Regions from separate parts of the Sus scrofa genome. Here region 1 is linked to region 2. A link is a contact called in public Hi-C data. All regions are on one chromosome and are shown on one strand. Each heading gives the region's core, a stretch centred on a gene start, on an enhancer-like site or on the middle of the called end of the contact. The rest is flanking DNA. Distances are from core to core; before and after follow the strand shown. Region 1 overlaps ERCC6 (DNA excision repair protein ERCC-6). Region 2 overlaps WDFY4 (WD repeat- and FYVE domain-containing protein 4).

Region 1 (4,864 bases), core at 316-2,815, 510 kb after region 2:
GCATTTCTGTAGTGCAATAGGTTTTCTATTTCAGACAGCCAAGAATCCCTTACAGATTAGTCTAATTTGCTAAATTGAGATACTCGGTGTTTTACTTTTCTTATCTGCCTTTTTATGGTCTATCTGGGCAGACTTAATTGGCACATCTGAGCAGATGAAATACCCTCAGTTAGGAGTCCAGATCTCACTGAGTAAATTAAGACTGATGCAAACAATTATGCACTGGAGCTGAGGATGAGAGGTGTGTGCAGAGCATGAAGCAGAATTAGTCTCCATTTGTGTCTCAGCTTCATCATTTAAAAGAAGCCAAGATGCTCTCTAAGAAAACTCCTTAAGGGAGTTAACTTTTTCTTCTCTCTTTAAAATACAGATTCCTAGAAGAGAAAAAAAAAAAAAAAAAAAAAAAGAACACAGGTTTATTTTTTGAGAAAGAAATTAACTCCCAGAAACTGATAACAAGAACAATCTTTAAATAATTTAGGTTTCTGGATCAAATCTAGACTAAACTTTAATTAAATTCAGATTTTTTTTAGAGATACCTGGGTCTTTTTAAAAAAATGTATAAACAAATCAAGGTCTACAGAGTAATCTGGCCTTGCCTAAGTGTGACCTCAATCCATGCAAAGATCCAATTGCAGGATAAACATGGGACAAGAGCAGTGCAAAGGGAAGGGCTCTAGGCAAAGGATGAAAAGAGGCTCCATGAGAACAGCAGAATGGAGACAGAGCAGCTGGTGTGTGGTTCGAGGACACAGGGCCTGTAGCAGCATTTCAAGCAAGGCATGGGACCACAGGAAAGTGGCACTGGTGCCCTCAAGTGACAGGAGGAATCAGTCACTGAGGTCATGGTCTTCTGAGTCCACTGCATCTGTCCATGCTGACAGACCACCCTGTCTTAACTCAAACCATCAGCAGATCTCTTGCCCTTCCTCAGGCCTCTCCACTTACTGCTATCCTGGGCAGCTGACTTCAGCTTTCTCGCTTTAGTTCCTATCTCCTATGGTGTGTAAAGCCTGAACCAATGACCCACACAAAGTGAAGCACCGCCAGGTGGTGAGCACTCGGTGTCAGCTCTCTTTGTTCTCATACAACCTTCTCCCATCCCCCATGGATGCCACCCTGGTTGGGACCAAATTTCCAAATCCAAGAGACTTTTTTCAATGTTTACCCCTTGGCTTGACCCCTCTCAGCATATGAAAATACTGACGATGCATATATACAGCCAGACCCTCCAAATTAGGATCCAACTCTCCCCTGGCCACAGAAGCCTCAATGCTCAAGGGAGAGGGCAAGGAAAATACTGTTTTCCCAGATGATCAAGCCTTGCAGAGGCTTAAAAGATATTCTGTACAATTTACACAATACATGGACCCATCCAATCTTTTTAACTCGGAGTTATTCACATTAAATAAAGTAAAATATGAGACAAACAGAAAAGCTTCTAAGGTCAAAAATGTGCTAAAAACGAGTTGCATCAACAGGCCTCATGACTAAGATTCAAGTTACACCACACCATGAGGCAAATTCTATTCCCATCCACACCAGACTTGTCAGGTTTTCCAGACTCACCCCCAATCTCTCTAAATTATCCAGTTGGCTTCAGTTGGGATTTAGTTTTCCAGTCCAGGGAGGTAGCAGCAGCTATGTCCTGATTTTTGGCACCACCTTGTGGCCATATCTACATATTGCCCATTCTACCCAATTCTATAAATGACAGGAAACTGACATTTACACAACCCTGTCCTGACTTCAAATCCCAGCTCTTACACAGGGAGATGATGGGCAGCTGATCAACTGGAAAGGACCAAGATAAACGGTCTGTACAGCCTACTATAATTATAACAATGGAAAGATACATACACAGGGGATCAAAGACTGGAATGAAATGTAGAAAAATAACCAAAAAAATAACCCCAGAGGTGTGAGTAATTGTTTAATCTTAATATGATCTTAATATTATCATAGTTTCGCTATTTTAACCCAAGGAATTCTCAGAAATGAAAGGTGGGGGTTACAGTGTGGAATGCCTTCAAACTATTCGGAAGTACCAACTCAAGTCAATGTCAAGCTGTGATCTCAGGGGCTTGGCCCGAGTGCCAGATAATCTGAGGCACCACCTACTGAAGAGCCTGTTTCTGAAGTCTACTGTGTTTCACTGACTGAGGACTGGAGTGGGGCGGGGGGGGGGGGGCACTGATTTATTCCAGCAGCAATACCAAGCTAACTTTGGGCTACAGCTGAGCTTACATTCTCAAACCTGAACACCCCTACCAACAATTCTAACCTCCTCCGTTTCCTAAATGGGAACAAGGTTTCCTAGGATGATGAAGAATGCCACCAACCTCATCTCAGAATTAGTGGGAGCTCAGTCAAAGCACAAGTATGGTGCCTTCCCTTCCAGGCGGAGCCTCAGAGATGCCCCCCAGGTGATTCTGAAGCACACACTCTCATAAGAACCAGATGGTGTATTACATACAGCACTGAGCTGAATAAACTGATCCCAAAGTTCCTTCTCAGGCCCTCTCTTACGTAAACACACTTGTGCAGGGTACATAAAAGAGGATTTTAGGGAAAATCACATACAAACTGAATCTGCTAAAAGCTATAGCCTCATAAAGGAAAAGGGTATATAAAAATCAACTTCTATACAAGTAGTTCCCAAACTTGACAGTACATCAGAATCATCTGGGAAAGCCTTTTTAAATTACCGCCTGGCAGCCCCACGTACACTTCTTGTAGCAGTACCCCCATGGTGGGACTCCCAGTGATTTGGCAGAATGAGCCTATGGCCTGGGGGGTCTTTGCTTTATAAAAGTCTATGCTCATTGCCAAGGAAATACAGCTGTTAGGTTAGCACTTAAACACCAATGACTGGCAAATGGAAATAGAAGGAAGAGCTTCAGGGTATGGGTTTAAGTCAAATTATAAACACTCACCCTGGTCATACCAGCAGGAGACAGCACTTATTTGGATTGCATCCTCTCACTTAGGGTGTCACTGACCTATCCTCCAAGTCTGACCCAAGCAGTGCTCACCGCTGCTGGGGAAATAGGCAAGAGTTGGTGACATTTTTTTGTGTTGTATCTCAAGGTCGGCAAACAGCTGGCATGAATGCTGCCACTTCCCCCTGCTGACCCCGTGCCATGGTAGACATCACCAAGGAACTGGCACTCCTTCCCAGGGCAGGCAAAGGCCGCAGTATCCCCTGAAGAGATTACCACTGCCCAAGGTAGGAGGTGGCTGGCAAGGCGAGGGCTCGTGCCCTCCCTGTCCTAAAGTGGACAGCTCAGAAACCAGACCTCTCTGCAGACCACAGCCACCATACCAATAGCCAAGGGAATCCAAATGAGACCCCTGAGGAAACAAAGTGCCTCCAAAGTAGGTATTTCCCTGTTCAATGATGCACTTGAAGTTTGGGAGTTTTTAACCTGCATCCTAAGTCCACCTCAACATATCTGAACTACATACCAACCCTGTGCTGGGATGAACCTCCTCCACAAAATCTTCCCCATGTACTTCAGTTCAATTTCATTCTTCCCTTCACACTGGTTAGGTCTTATTTATGCCCACATCCCCTAAAAGAGAGCCAATTCCTTGCAAGAAGCCCTAGAGGCCAGTCCTAGAATGGAGATGCACATTCATGCAGTGAGAGCAGAGACAAGCAATGAGGTTGACCTCATATCTGAACTAGGAAATGAATCAATGACACTGAGGGAACCAGGACTGTCTACCTCTGATGACCTGGCAGGGAAAGGTGCACAAATGAAACATTTGGTCTTCTAGGCCACTCTGGGCTGCCCGGGCTGTCTGGACTGGATGAGCTAAGTATGTACTCACCAGGGACACATGTCACTCAACACTGTGTTATTTCTATTAAGTGTTTGGCTCTGGAGCTCCCAGACCCTCACTTTCTAAAGCAGCAATGGATTTTAAGGAAGATCTTGCAACTAAGAGCCATACTCTAGTGGAAATTTAAGCACCACAAAACTAAGATAAAAAACAATGGATGCTTTGTAAGATCTGTTAGCACTGACATGAATAAGAACCGACAGAATATTTGCTTCTAAGAAGTGGCTCATCCATCATGGTACATTATCAGAGGTATGAAAATCAGGGAACACCACTAAGGAGACAGCCTCCAAATGTAATCGGATGGAGAAGAAAGCAGGATAAAAATGTGGGAAAGGCAAAATACACAGGCAGTTTAAAAGATGGTTAAAATTTCCAAGACTGATCGAAGCCTTGAGCTAAGTCAAAGAAAACAGGACCACAGATGCTATTACCCAGATCCAAAAAACATTAGGCTGTAGAAAAGCTTGACAAGAAATTCCCACTGAGCTAAAACCAAAGATACCTAGTTAGAACTATCTAGAGATAATGAAAGCCTAAGACTCCCTAGTTGAGAGAATAAAGAGGATGAGATGTCTAGGAGTCACCCACTTTTACTTCTAAGAGTTCAAAACAGCGTTATAATTAAAAGGGTTATAACCAACACATATTTAAGTTCAAAAGGTACCTAACCTGTATATATTCCTAAATTTTAACCATTAGGAAAAACTCATTTTCTATGTTGTAATATATATGCATATGGGGCTTTATTCTGATCATCCATCATCAAACCACTGTGAAGATAAGAAATCCTTAAGCCTTTTTCCTCACTGAAGGGAATACCACTGCAATTTCAATCTGTCTACCAAGATCAAAAACAAGATATAACAAAATATAGAGTGACTGGCAGTTTTAAAATATTAACATACTTCTCAATCCTGATCATTTTATTTTCTTTAACATCCCCCAACCCAAAGAGTACCGAAGGAGATGTAGTATAAACACTTTGATGTGGCTATCTGCAGTTAACAACTGC
Region 2 (4,966 bases), core at 1,126-3,625:
ATTGCAGAGAGATTGTTTCTGATTCAACCTGAGTTCGTGCAGGGTTAGTGGAACCAGACACAGCTGTTCCCTGGAGAAGCAGGTCTAGCCCAGTGCCATAGAGGATAAGGTGGATGGGGCTCTTACCTGGTCCCAGGCCTACCTCCATCACTTATACTGTGTGTCCTTGACCCAAACTCCATGCCCAGCGCAGGGGAGCTCTTGGTGGCTTGTATCTGCTATAATCTCTGTGACCATCGTTCTTCTTTCATCGTACCTTAGGATTTGTTCTCTCACTCCACGAAGAGGTTTATGAACCCTGGTACCTAGGCCATGGCTCTGAGGAAGTGGGAAGGAGCTGTCAGTGCTAATGAGGAGGTGCTCCTACTTTAAACCAGGTCCCAGCTGGAACTCCTGGATGCTCTTGGGACCCTGTGAGACCAGGAACTGCAGACATCTGACAAGTGCTGTGCTTGGAGAGAGCTTGGAAAAAATGGGAGAATTCAGGTCTGAGTGGGTCTGTTTCCTGCTGAGAGGGTGGAGAATGAGACAGGGTCAGAGTAGAATCCACAAGAAACCTGACCTGCTAAGATGCAGCCCATCTAGGGCTCTATGCCCACTGCAAAATACAACATTTTGTGGGAAAGAGGGAAGTTACTGGGTTTGGGGCCTGAACTGGTGTGTGGTGAGGCCCCTGAATTTAAAGCATGAGGCAGGGAGGAGCTTAGGGAAGCAGGACTGGAAACTCAAGGATATCCATGGGCTGGAGGAGTGAGCAGTGTCATTATGGACTGCAGAGCTCACTGGGGAGTAGGCCCTCGTAACTGGCCCCCTCCAGTGTCCATACCTCCAGCAGCCAGATCCCCACAGCCCCGCAACCACCAGCTCAGTGCTCTCTTTCAGCCGGAGGCCTCCTCCTGGGTGAGCCCGTGCTTGCGTGTTATCCACAGCCCACTCATAGCCTGGGCCGCCCACATCACTCTGCTCACTCTGCTGCCAGCATCCCTCTTATCGCATGGCTCTGTAATTATTTCTGAGTTTTCCTGTGATGTCTCTAAAGGCGGGGACAGGCTGGAATTCATCCTTGTCTCTCCCTTTCCTGACTCATACTATTTATGCTCTGGAAAGATCTGCCAAACTAGAGACCAGCCGTGTCAGGGGGCCATCCACAGGGAGCCCCCCAGGGGTGCAGGAGAGTGGAGTAGGGGTTCAGGGTTTGGGCAGCCTGCCTACAGCAGTGACCTGGGTCTGCTCTCACACACCTGGGGACCTGGCCTGAGGGGTGGCATGCCCTGGGTGTACTTGGTTCATGGGGGAGATCCCTTCCGGGAGCAGGTGAGCTACAGCTGAGCAGGGCCTGGCAGCCTTGCAAATCCACCACCGGGAAAGGAGATACTAGCAATTCATGCCCAGGAGGGCAGCTTGGCATAGGGACAAGTGCTCAGACTAGATGGAGAGCCTGGTTCTGCCCTTTGTTTATCGCTGCTCTTGGCAAAAACGGCAATAGCTGGACATCTGGAGCCCTTGCTTTGGGTGCTTTTTATACGTTTCATCTATTCTCACCACAGCCCTGTGAGGGGGGCTGTTATCATTTCTCTCTTAAAGATGGCAAAACCAGGGCCTATGGGGCTGCTAACTGAAATTGCTCTGATTTCATCTCAGATCTGTTTTATCCCAATCTTTCCCATCTTTCTCCTGTCTCCCAACCTATTATGTCAGGAAGTTACATAAACTCTCTACCACCCTATCCTTCAGCACCCTTTGTACACTGGGACTGGGACTTCTTGGCCCCAGATCCTCCTCTGCTTCCTTTGCAAAAGTTCTGGTTAATGCTGCCCCAGGCAGTCAGGCCTCCAAGTCCCTCACCACACAGGGACATAGTGTGCCAAGCATGTGCCAACCTGCCTGCTTGCACGTTCCTCAGCCCCAGCTCCTCTGTAACCTCAGTGCTTGTCTGCCATGCTCATTGTCAAGGACAGATGCAGGCAGTCGAGGAAGGAAGGATTGCTGCACTGACCCTGGAACTGTGAATGCATTCAAGCAGACTTGGCAAGTGTGCCTAGGGCACGTGTGTGTGTGTGTGTGTGTGTGTGCGTGTGTTGGGGGCAGGCAGGACGGGTGGTTATTCTTGGCTGTGTTGAGACATTTTGTAGCAAGCATTGTTGTAAGCTGACAACTCCCCTAATTCAGATGTCTCCATAAGACCTCTTGGGCCTTGGGCTTCTTCTAAGTCTGTGTCTTTCTAAGTCTTTCCACAGAGTGTGTGTGATGGGTGTGCGCTCACACTCAGGACACACGGAGCACTTGCCTTCAAGGGGCCGCACATAAAGAGTCCTGGCTTCAGGAGACCCCTGACAAGCCCTGGCTCCTCCTCCCCTGCCATCTCAGAAGCTGGCTTTTATGGCCTTTGCCAGACACAGCCCAGGAGACTCTTGGGCAACTTCCTTCCAGACTTCTGGATGGCTTGTCCCTGACAGAAGCCTCCGGGGGAGGCAGGCAGACCTGGAGCTCAGAATGGCAGAAGCCTAACTCATTTCTTTGTGCGAACATCGGAGCTGTGATTGCCTCCGGCGCTACCTGGGACAGTAATTGTTCTGTGCCACTTTTGTGTCATTGATTAATGATTCCCAGAACCACAAACACATTTCCCTGCAAACAGCTCCGTTTGACACGAGGAGTGGTTTATTTAATGCATGTTAACTGTGGGCTTGTGTCAGCCACTGTGTGGTTGGGGACGGTTGCTTGTACCCCCTCCATGGAGCTGCTCCAGAAGTGAGAGTCAAAACTCACAGGAGAGCTGTTTTTGCATTGCGGATCTTTTTAATTATATGAAAAGCTAAACATTTTTTTTTTTTTCATACAAGCTCCATATAAAATGTTAGTTTGACCTTGGTAGAAAGGAATCAGCTCAAAGGAAAATTTGCTCTGGACAGCAGGGAGCAGCAGCAAGCTCTTCCTAGGTATTTTTTAGCTGAGGTCATTTGTAGAAAGGGAAGAAGTGTGTTAACTTTTGCACACGGTAACGCCCCCGCCCTAGTGAGTCACCACGACTGACTTTCTAAAGTGCAGAGCTGCCTGTGTTGTCCCTACCTAACATCTTCTGAGGCTTTGTTTGGTGTACTTTGGGCACGGCCACTTCTGAGCCGGCCCTGTGCTTCTCTGGACTTGCCTCTGTCACCTTTACTTGGGTGCATGTGTATGTACTTGTACACACACACACACACATATACACACACCTCAGACTTCTTACTCTCTTACTCTAATACAGAACTTCTTATAGTCTCTAAACATGTCCAGGTGGCTCAAGACTTTGTGCCTTGAGTGTGCTACAAGCTCCTGTTGTAACTCAGGAGCATCCATGAGGACGTGTGTTTAATCCTAGGCCTCCCTCAGTGGGTCAAGGATCTGGCTGTGGTGTAGGTTGCAGACATGGCTCGGATCTGGCATTGCTGTGACTGTGGTGTAGACTGGCAGCTATAGCTCCAATTGGACCCCCAGCCCGGGAACCTCCATGTGCCTCACTTGCAGCCCTAAAAAAGCAAAAAAAAAAAAAGAAAAAGAAAAAAGAAGACTTTGTGCCTTGGAATGTTTCTCCTCTGTTTTTCTCTTCTTAACTCCTAACCCCAGCCTTGGCTCACCCCCTTGGAACCTACAGCTCTGTGGTCACCTCTGCCCCCTCTCCCGCCCTGTCTGGGCCAGGCACTCTCTCTGTGCTCCCAGAGCACTTGCATCTCCCTACAACCCCATCTCATGCACCAGAACAATTGATTTTCTCCCTTTCCTGTTGGACCATGAGCACCAGGAAGATGTGCTTTATCTCCCCATGTGCCTGCGCAGGGCGCACACTAAACAGCTGGGCGTGTCTGTTAAAAGAAAGCATGAGCAAATGAATGAGTTATAGCACCATGCCTGCATGAGATGAGACATCATCTTCCATAGCTTCGCTGGTGTCCATATCTCAGTTTCTCAAAGTATGGTCTTCAGATAGTCTGTATCAGAATCATCTGGGCTGCCTATGAAAATGCAGATTCCAGGGTGCACTCTGCATCCGCCAAATCAGAGCATCTGGGAATGCAGCCTTGGGATATGAACTTTAACAAGATATCCAGGTGATTCTCATTCTTACCAACTTTTCAAATAAATGCCTGAGACCCACGAGTCCGGGTTTTATGATGTACAGAACTGCCCTGGCTAGAAATGTGCTCCAACTTCAGTCAGACCCCAAAGTGCAGATCCTTGGTAAATGCAACTTATGCAACACCCTGTGCTTTGAACAGTCTTCAGGACATGTAATCCCTTTCTCATCACACTGATGCAGTTTCAAATCTTTTGCATTTGGTCTCCCCTGAGCTGGCAGAGAAAGGCTGGAGGCAGGGCTCTTCTCAGGCTTGCAGAAGTGGCACCTGCAGGCAGGCAGGGGGCGCCCCTGCTCCTTGTCTCCCTGAGAAGATGAGTTGCCATCCATCTGCCACTGAGAGATCCACGCGTCATATTTCTCCTCAGATTTGCCAAATCGACATTTGAAAAATAGAATCTCTTTATTGTTTCAATACACATCTCTTTGATTACCAGTGTGACTGAATGCTCCATCTAAAAGTGATCAATATAGAAAAAGCAAGAATGAATATGTATGCATGACTGGGTCACTTTACTATACAGCAGAAATTGGCACAACACTGTAAATAAACTATACGTTAATAAAAATCATTAATTAAAAATAATACAAGTACTGATAATACAAAGTTTTACAAAAAAAAGAAAAAAACGAAATAAGAGAAAAAGTCGATGCCCAAGTTCACAGGTGGCCCACATAAATGGAATTGAAATAGCCTCTCTCCTTTTGGATACCTAACTTTTTTCTCAGCAATCTGTGGTTTTTTGAACTAAGAGAATATTTATTCCATACAGCAGTGTGACAGAATGTATTGATAACAAGGTCTAGGTGAGCAAACGTGTGGAAAGAGAACCGTGATATGCGTGAGGAGGG

What was found. Hi-C and Micro-C count contacts between places; a contact is called where the count stands out from the background.
Region 1: a contact with region 2 is called in a Hi-C map of retroperitoneal adipose tissue, with 4 times the contacts expected there. The contact joins two enhancer-like sites. A contact is called at or near these places in 20 of 47 Hi-C or Micro-C datasets (alveolar macrophages, brain, embryonic fibroblasts and 13 more) and 2 of 2 datasets of contacts at active chromatin or transcription factors (alveolar macrophages and skeletal muscle).

Annotation. Positions count from the first base shown.
Region 1 is chr14:90,053,101-90,057,964 of Sscrofa11.1, forward strand. All of the region lies in intron 6 of ERCC6 (DNA excision repair protein ERCC-6), which reads right to left. Among named protein-coding and RNA genes, the nearest start is that of ERCC6, 20 kb to the right of the region's middle. Within about 2 kb of position 1,566, at least 8 of the 83 cell types and tissues checked have an H3K27ac peak or open chromatin away from gene starts, as enhancers often do. A contact at or near this core is called in mesenteric adipose tissue, omental adipose tissue and retroperitoneal adipose tissue, where this site is marked.
Region 2 is chr14:89,544,841-89,549,806 of Sscrofa11.1, forward strand. All of the region lies in intron 46 of WDFY4 (WD repeat- and FYVE domain-containing protein 4), which reads left to right. Among named protein-coding and RNA genes, the nearest start is that of LRRC18, 42 kb to the right of the region's middle. Within about 2 kb of position 2,376, at least 13 of the 83 cell types and tissues checked have an H3K27ac peak or open chromatin away from gene starts, as enhancers often do. A contact at or near this core is called in mesenteric adipose tissue, omental adipose tissue and retroperitoneal adipose tissue, where this site is marked.